Linked DNA regions of Macaca mulatta: all the other regions are linked to region 2. Evidence: chromatin contacts called from public Hi-C and Micro-C data. All regions are on one chromosome and are shown on one strand. The core of a region is the stretch at or near the end of the contact, and the rest is flanking DNA. Distances in the headings are between cores, read along the strand shown.

Region 1 (2,814 bases), core at 123-2,622, 840 kb after region 2:
TCCTAACTGCAGTGAAATTTTACACAGGATAGTAACACCATTTGATTAATTTTAAAAGATCACTCTCTTGGCTATATGCAGCATTGACTGTAGGATAAAAGATGACGCAGGAAGATACAATAGGAAACAATTACAATCCAGGTAGGAGATGGTGTTGGCCAGGACAAGGGTAATGGCAGTAGAATAAAATTTCGGGTAAGTTTTAAAAGTAGAATTGGTAAGACCTGTAAATGAACCGTATGTGAAAAGTGAAAGAAAAGGAATTTAAGTAGGCACTCTGGGATTTTGGTTTGAGTAACTAGTATGATGATCGTGTCCTTTAGTGAGACGTGTAAGACTGGAGGAGGGATACCTTTAGTAAGAAAAATCAAGATTTTCATCTTGAACTCTATGAGTGAAAGGGCTTTTTCTGCTTTTCTTTCTTCATTTAAAAGTTGCAAAGAATTTAGAGGTAAGAAAGCATTTAAATATTCAACTTTGTGAGTTCTTTATATTTTAAACTAAGTTGGGGAAGTTGAATTTTCATTTGTTTAACAAATATTAATTGAGCAGCTACTATATGTCAAGGTCTATGTGATGAGATACTAAGATTAGCTAAACAATCAAGATCTCTGTTCTCAGGATTTTTTTTTATGGAAGGGAGGAGACAGGATTGGTGGGTTTTTGGTTTTTGGGTTTTCTCCTTTTCGTTCTTATTAAAACTTAACACTTAAGTAGCCATCTTAGTAATTACATCTTGTGCTCCTGGCAGTTGGGCCCACCGTTCTAAACGCTGTCGTAAATATTGACATCTCCCCTCCCACTAAAACTAACGTTTTTTAAATAAAAAATTTTAGCAAACATTACGAATACAACCTTTGCTTTGAAGTGTTAATATTTTTGCAGGAATGTACCTTTGTAAAGATCGTGGTTGCCCCGTACATATTTGTTCTTTCTTCATATCCAATTAAATGAAAACACTAGTTTTTCCGAAGCCCAACTCTCTAGGTTTGTTGGTTCTAGCTCAGGAGAAAGGATGGAAGCAGGAGTCGTTGGATTTAAACAGTTTGGTGTAATCCTTTTCCACGCTCTCTCCCGCTAGCCGGGGACGTGGTGTCGGCTACCCGGGGCTTTCCGTCCACGCAGTACCGGAATGAAGGAGTCTGGGAGGGGGTCGGGGACGGAAAAGACGGAAGAGACATTAAGTAATTGGTTCTTGAAGGTATAAAATGATATTTAGGGTCTACTCTAAGGCACTGATTTCAAACGCCCGCCCCCTGGGCCGTTTCGGCCCCGCCCCTTAGTGCCGTTACGCCGACTTCCACTTCGGCCACTGCGGATTGGTCGTTGCTTCCGCCTCCGAAGCGCTTGGATTTTGCTTCCGGGTCGTAGGCGCTAGCCCTGGGCGCAGAGGTTTCTGGGAGCCCGGAGTCGTAATGGCGTCTGTATGATCTTCGGAGATTGCTGCATCGGACCTCGGCCAGTGTGAGCGGCAGGAGGATAGGTTATCTTCCTCATCCCGGTGGGACGGGAAAGGGCAGTTGGGGTCGGAGTCGGCGGCAGAGTGCAGAGTGCGGGCGGTGGAGGACCTAGAGCAGCGGGCTAGGGGCGAAACGGAGTGCCTGTCAGGCGCGTCCGGAGCTCTCGGGCCGCAGAGGAGATCGCAGCATAAAAGGCAGCGCGCCTACCGCGTAAAGCGAACCCCAGGTCCTCCTTTCACTACCCCTCGCACCCCTGCGGCGCTGGGCACGGGTTAAGGGGCAACGAGTTTCTGGTTATAGCCAAAGACTAGCTCACGAGAGGCCGGAGTGATAATTCCGTTAGTGTGTGGGAAGGGGCGGACTCCCAGCTCCAGATAACCCCGTTTCTTCTTTGTATACATGTCTCTTACTCTTTTTGAAAATTAGGAGAAAGCACTCCCCCCCCCCAAAAAAATCCTCCCAGTTCGCCCACCCTCCCCACACACTTGCTTTTCCGACACTAACAGGGTTTTAATGACTGCATCTGCTAGGCAGTATTCTTGTGACTGCTCCAAGCAGAAAGTAACTTAAGGAATGGGTCCCTGATTTTTGTCATCAGAATCCTCTGGGGCTGAGGTTCCTGTTTTGTTTTTGTTTTTGTTTTTTTTGAACAGTCCTTAAGTTATAACCCACAAACGATCTGATTTATAATATGATGCCTGTTGTAGGAGAAAATTGGCTCAACAAAAGGTTAAGAATTTTTTTCTATGTACCTGTCATTGAAGTTTAACACACTTTCCTTAGTAACTTTTTTCTCAGACACTTAGTAACTTTGTCAGTGATATTTTTTGTTTGTTTTTAGCTTTTGTTTCTACTAGCCTATTTGCTATTGTGTGAAGTTTAGATAAAATGCAAACCTTAGAGAGTCTGGTAGAGTAAGGTTGAGTTGGAAATTTTTAAAACTTAGTCATGGTGGTACTGTATTTTTCAAGGCTTTTGACATGTCAAGTGTCATAATTCTTATAGTAATCCTATGAGGAATATCTCCATTCCACGGATGACAGAAAGTTAAGCCAGGTGACTTGCTCAAGCCCATATAGTCAGAAGGAGAATAGGGATGCAAACTCAGATCTTCATGACAGAATTTTTTGTACTAAGACAAGCCTGAGAAGCCCTATTCGTTGTATGGCCTAAGCCTCATAATTTGTTTTCCTGAAAACTTTTGTTTAAGAAGATTAAGCAGGTTTAGGGGAATGAGTTTTAGAATTTATTTCACTAGTATGGATATTAATACTCTGTAAAATGAGTGTTTGTATTGTTGTAAATAACTTGATTATATTTTTCTTCAAAGCATAAAAGATGACAACAGCAGCCA
Region 2 (2,700 bases), core at 120-2,619:
CGGACTACTACTCTGCAGCTGTCTCTTAAAATCACCGGCGCGCCTACCTGCTCTGGCGAGTTTCCTAGAGGGGCCGCTGAACTCACGTGACCAAACGAGCTACGTTTTCGCAGGCCAGGGAGTGGGCAGTTATCCCAGTTGGGCCTTGAGAATGTTAGGCAACCGGGGTTGCTACGCCGAAAGGTGAATGAAGGATGGGGAACAGAGACGGCCAGTCTCCGTTCCAGTTTCACTGGAAGCCAGAGGGTGCAGTCTCGACAGAGGAACAGTGAATGGAAGCTTGGGGAGCGCGGGGCAATCTAGGCACTCCCGCCGTCCTCCGGAATTGACTCAGAAGCTGGACTGACAGAGCCCTGAAAGTGAGGAAACTCAAAGAGGCGCTTGGGACCGACGTGGGGACCACTCGCGCCAACTGCTGCTTACCGACAACTGGGAACCAGAAGCCGCAGAGACAGACGCCGCCGCCATCTTTCAGCCTGCCCAGGGGGGGTCTCCGCACCTTGGGGGCGGTCTGGGTTCTCGTGCTCTTCTCCAAGACTCGGGAGCCGCCCACCAGGGGCGACCCTGGGCTGAACCCCTGATGGAAAAGGGCAACGGTGCTGGTGCTCGCCTTGGAAACCCCTGCCACACACCCCCTCAGAGCAGCCTACGCTCACACCGTACACAGAAAAGGCAACACGTCCTAACGGACGTCTTCCCTAGCCAATCAAAACAGCAGGCGTCTTTTAGTAGCAGGAGAGAATCCGCCTCTTCCCTGGTGACGTCACAAGGTAGCGCGTAACTGGGCCTGCTGGGGGCCTACAACGCCGCGGGCTACTGGCCGGCTCTGCGGGGATTCTACGGTGGGGCGGGCCTCCTCCAGTAAGAAGCGTGGGCGAGTAGTGTTGTCGCCAGTGGCAACCGAACGGAGTAATGGAGATAAAACAAAAGCGAAGGCGAAGTTAAAGCACTCCACGAGTTCCCTCGGATTAAACGCAGGAGAGAGCGTGAGTTTGCCTCGGGGACGCCTCTCCAGGTGAAGTACTTACCTTTTGGCCAATAACAAATAGGATTAGGAGGGACTTAACGACTTAGTCCAATAGAAAGCAAGGATAAAAAAGTTGCGGCAGAGAACGAGCCTTTCGCGAACACTTGCCCAATTGGATTGGGGCGCTCTCACCCAAACCTGGGACTGGCTGTTAGAAATAGCCGCGACCGCAGACCTTTGGGCGGGGCAGGTTCAAAGCGGATTTCGCGCGCTGAGAGCTCCGGGCTCTCATTGGCCGGCGACATCCTCCCTTTGTGGGCGCTCCAGGCGTCGCGGAAGTTGGAGGTTGGGAGGAGCCACCGAGTGACGCGTGGCCTCCGCAGCCAATCAGGGATGGGGAAGGGAGGCCGAGAAGGAAGCGGATCCGCGGTCGCGCAGCTAAACAGCAACCCCTACCCGCTTCGTCTCCCTCCGCCGCTATCGGGGCCTAAGCGGGAGCGGCTGGCACGGCGTCACTGGGTGGGCTGGGGCGGAAGTGGAGGCGGAGGGAGACGGTGGCGTCGTCCGCGGGGCCCTGGGCTCTGGCGGCGAGGCCCTGGTGGGCGCGAGGCAGGGGGAGGGGGAGGAGGAGGAGCCCGCGGCCCGGGCGGCGGCGGCGGGTCTCGAGTTCTCCGTAGGGCCCCGCCTCGGAGCGGGCGGCGGCGGAGGAGGAGACTGAGGAGCAGGATGGCGGCCTCGGCCCTGTACGCCTGCACCAAGTGTACCCAACGCTATCCCTTCGAGGAGCTCTCCCAGGGCCAGCAGCTCTGCAAGGTCCGTGGCCTCCGGGAGGAGGGCGGGATGGATGTCCTCGGTCGTAGCCGGAGGGGGCCGGGTAGCCGCTGCACTGCAGCCCCTCTCTCTTTGCCGGCGCCTCGGGGGTTTGGGAGTCTGGTGTCCCCGCCTCCCCACTCGGGGACCCCTTTTTCTGGGGGCTTGAACATCAGCTGGGAACGGCCCCTGAGAGGGAGGCAGAATCGTGCCCTCTTCCAGGAGGCCCGGGCGGGTGCCGAACCCCGTCAGCGTCTGAGGGGTCTCAGAGGTGGGGTTGAGTGAGGCAGCCACCTGTCTATACCGCAGAGACCCAGGGGTGGAGATGTTTTCATCTCGGTTTTCTGCCTGGTCTGTCCTCTTCTTCCACCAGGAGGCAGGGGACGATTTTTGCACTTTCTTGCTAGGAACCCGAAGCCGCAAAGCTGATGGCATCCTCCTTCCCTGTCCAGGAAAGCGAAGCGACTGGTTTGGGAACAGAATGCTCTGATTTGGAGCTCCTCCCATCCCATTAAAGCCAGGATGCTGTCTGTGAGCAACGGTGCAAAATAATAAGTAGTTTCACATTTAACCAATCCTTGAAATCGGCCCTGACAGCTTTCTTAATTTGTCTGTAATATACCCCACGTCTACTAAAGACAAAGACACCTATGCCTTCCCTGAGGAATTATATTGTGATTGGCCACTTATATGATAAAGCATCCAGTTCCTTACGTTGGGGCCAGGTTTTATCAATATTTTAGACATTTCACTAGGTTGGGTAAACAATTTTCTACCAGAAAAGTGACATTTGGGACTTTCAGATAGATACCGACTAATGTATTGTCTTATTACAGGAATGTCGGATTGCACATCCTATTGTAAAATGTACTTACTGCAGATCAGAATTTCAACAAGAGAGGTTTGTATACTGAACAGTTTTT
Region 3 (2,700 bases), core at 197-2,696, 590 kb before region 2:
TTTAAAGTGTCAGTTGATTTAAAGGAGCGAGGTTTCTTTGCTTTCCCCACAACACAAAGTTTAAGTTTGTGTAAACCTGTTGCATTGGCACAACACATGATTGTGACTCTTTCTTCAATTGATTTGTGCCCAGGGACAGTGCATTTACCTTTGATTACTGAAATTCTAGAAGGCAAGCACTTCCAAAAGAGTCCAGTTTCATCTGCATTGTAGATTTGTTCAGGCTGTAAATTCTCTCGTTCAATAAAATCTCTAAAGTTGTTACAAAAATCTTCCACTGCAGTCTCATCTCCATTTAATCTTTCATTTCTAATGTTAATCTCTCTAATGCTGTGCCGCTGCTTAAAACGAGTTAGCCAGCCGGCAGAGGGGTTAAAATCGCCATCCATTCCCAAAGCATAAAAGAAGAACTCTGCCCTTTTTGCACAAATTGGTCCAGATATGGGATTCCCTTTTGCTCTTTGCTGGTTGAACCATTCCAGCATTGCCCTGTCCAATTCCTCATACATGGATGGCTTCATAGATTTCCTCTTGGCCAAAAGACTTGTGGAATCAGAACTGCTTGCATAAGTTATAATCTTTTCCTTATTTTTTCTTATATCCCGAACTGTTGTTTCACCAATTCCGTAAATCACTGCCAGTTGTTTGGAAGAACCTCCGTCTTCAAGTTTCTTTATTATATCAAGCTTATCTTTAATAGTCAACACCACACGCTTCCGTTTCCCCGACATAGCGAGGTTCTGGGACTCACCCCACACTCACAAAGTAGCAATCCACAAAATCCTTCCTTCTCTTACACAGGCTCACTTTAACAGTCTTAATACACTCAGTCTTTCAACCTTACCAGCAACCTGGTGGCCCTGATCCCCTCCCGGGCTGGGGTTGGCTGGCAAACAGACTGCAGAAGAAGGTGAAAGAGGAGGAAGTTTGAGAGAACAGGCCTTTAACTTATACGGGCAGTAGCGGAGGCCCCATGTCACCGCGGATAATCCGGATTAAAGGCATGTGTTTTGTTACCCCAGCAGCCGCGAGAAACACTATAGCCCCATCGTGGCCACGAACCTCCTGCACGTCTAGATCCCGGGTAACCGCCCGTCACTAACCCCTGCCACACCCCAAAGTTACGGCAGAGAGCGGAAGAGCCAAGGAGTCAAGGAATGGCACCCTTCCTCAGGACTGATATGTTAGATTCCTTCCCCAGCAGCAGGGCCCTCCCGCCCCGCAGCCCCAGTTTCCCGCGCCGGCTTTAGCCAGGACAGTCCTCCCAGTCCCTCAAAGCCCGCCAGGCCCCTCTCCCCACCTCTCTTGCAACCAGGACCCGCACAGCTCCCTGACTACCGCGCGGCAGTCGCTCCGCCCCTAGCCACGCTCCCGGAAGACGCTCCCTCCCGCCGCTCGGCCCCGCCCCTCTCCCCACCCAGAGGCGGGACTTCCCTCGGTCCCCGGAAGCGGGCGGAGCATCGCTTGCCAGGTGCTGGTGCCTGGGGCGGGGGCGGAGGCGGAGGCGCTTTGAAAGGTGAGAGCGCGAGGGTTGTGCGGGCCTGTCGCCCGGCTGGGACTTGCTTGCGCTCCCACTGCTAATGGTTTATTAGAGGGGCGGGGGAAGCCGTGCCTCCTGGCGGGCCAAGAGAGAAATTCCCGCGGGCGCTGTTTGGGTGGGCCGGAGCGCGCCAGTCAGCCCTTTGCGCCTCTAGCACTCCTCCTCAGCTGAGCTGCAGTGGGCGCGGTGCCTTTTATTTCCGCCTTGGGGAGGTGGTTTGGATGTGGGGAGCTCGGTTGGTGATTTCTCGGGTTTCTGGCCTTTCCAAACCCTTGTAATTGTTATCTCGGTGCAGAGCCCTTTTGGGGTCTGGGGGTTTCTATCGTCCTGCGCGCGTCATCGCGAAGCTCGGCCTGAGGGTATGGTTTTCTAGCTACTGTGCTTTCCTGGAAGTGGAGTGACGGACTAGTGGGCTAGCAGGCGCTGCGTTCCTGCGTCCCGCCAAACAGGTTTGTAATCATGCAAATCACCCTTCCGGGTGTTAATTCCTGAGAGGATCTGTTCCTCTGTCTATCGCTCATTCCTGCTGGATTAACCTCCATTGTTAACGGATTTTAATGAATAATATAGTTATCCCGGATACCATTCCAGCGGGATCCACTTTGCGAAATTGTGGACTGTTGGACTGTGATTCTAAGTGGGGGAAATAGGCTTTCCTCTCTTTATGTTTATTTTCTCATATCCTATTTCTGTCATGTTCTGCTGTCCTGTTTTCTTGCCAACAGAGGAACCAGGATACATTTATTCATAGCAATGTGATAAGAACTTGATCATAATCATACACTGTAGCCTTCAAATCGTGTATTATGCTGGCTTGTTTTTGGTGTCCCTAGTAATTTCATCAGATTGTGAGCTGCTTGGGAGCAGAGACCATGTTTATTTGATCTGGTGGCAGCACAGTTCCAAGCAGGTACTTGCATTTTGGTAGATATTCAATAATTATTTTTCGGCTTATTAATCTTTGCTCTCCAAACTGCCACATAAAAGAAAACATCAAAGAGGAGTGATGTTTTACACACGAAATGGATCCCTCCCGGTGGAATTTCAAATAATGACCTCAGGTTCCACTGCCTTTCAAATCTCTAAAGTGTTAACTACCACCTGCATTGTTTATACAGCAAGTAGGTGATTTCTAGAATGAATCTTTTCTTGAGTATGAA

What was found. Hi-C and Micro-C count contacts between places; a contact is called where the count stands out from the background.
Region 1: a Micro-C map of CD4 T cells shows a contact between it and region 2, with 9 times the contacts expected there. The contact joins the promoter of CWC15 here to the promoter of FAM76B in region 2. A contact is called at or near these places in 3 of 14 Hi-C or Micro-C datasets (CD4 T cells, blood and fetal cortex germinal zone).
Region 3: a contact with region 2 is called in a Hi-C map of fetal cortical plate, with 3 times the contacts expected there. The contact joins the promoter of CCDC82 here to the promoter of FAM76B in region 2. A contact is called at or near these places in 4 of 14 Hi-C or Micro-C datasets (CD4 T cells, blood, fetal cortical plate and 1 more).

The regions. Positions count from the first base shown.
Region 1 is chr14:95,764,093-95,766,906 of T2T-MMU8v2.0, reverse strand. CWC15 (CWC15 spliceosome associated protein homolog) reads left to right here and starts at 1,372. Exons shown (of 7, transcript NM_001266625.1): 1 at 1,372-1,464; 2 at 2,791-2,814. The coding sequence starts at 2,799. KDM4D (lysine demethylase 4D) reads right to left here and starts at 1,335. Exons shown (of 4, transcript XR_013404264.1): 1 at 894-1,335.
Region 2 is chr14:96,602,073-96,604,772 of T2T-MMU8v2.0, reverse strand. It overlaps FAM76B (family with sequence similarity 76 member B), which reads left to right and starts at 1,369. Exons shown (of 10, transcript NM_001193920.1): 1 at 1,369-1,780; 2 at 2,614-2,678. The coding sequence starts at 1,694. It overlaps CEP57 (centrosomal protein 57), which reads right to left and starts at 1,284. Exons shown (of 12, transcript XM_077964224.1): 1 at 1,029-1,284.
Region 3 is chr14:97,193,072-97,195,771 of T2T-MMU8v2.0, reverse strand. It overlaps CCDC82 (coiled-coil domain containing 82), which reads left to right and starts at 1,446. Exons shown (of 9, transcript XM_077964239.1): 1 at 1,446-1,516; 2 at 1,836-1,989. It overlaps JRKL (JRK like), which reads right to left and starts at 1,346. Exons shown (of 1, transcript NM_001265892.1): 1 at 1-1,346. The coding sequence starts at 731.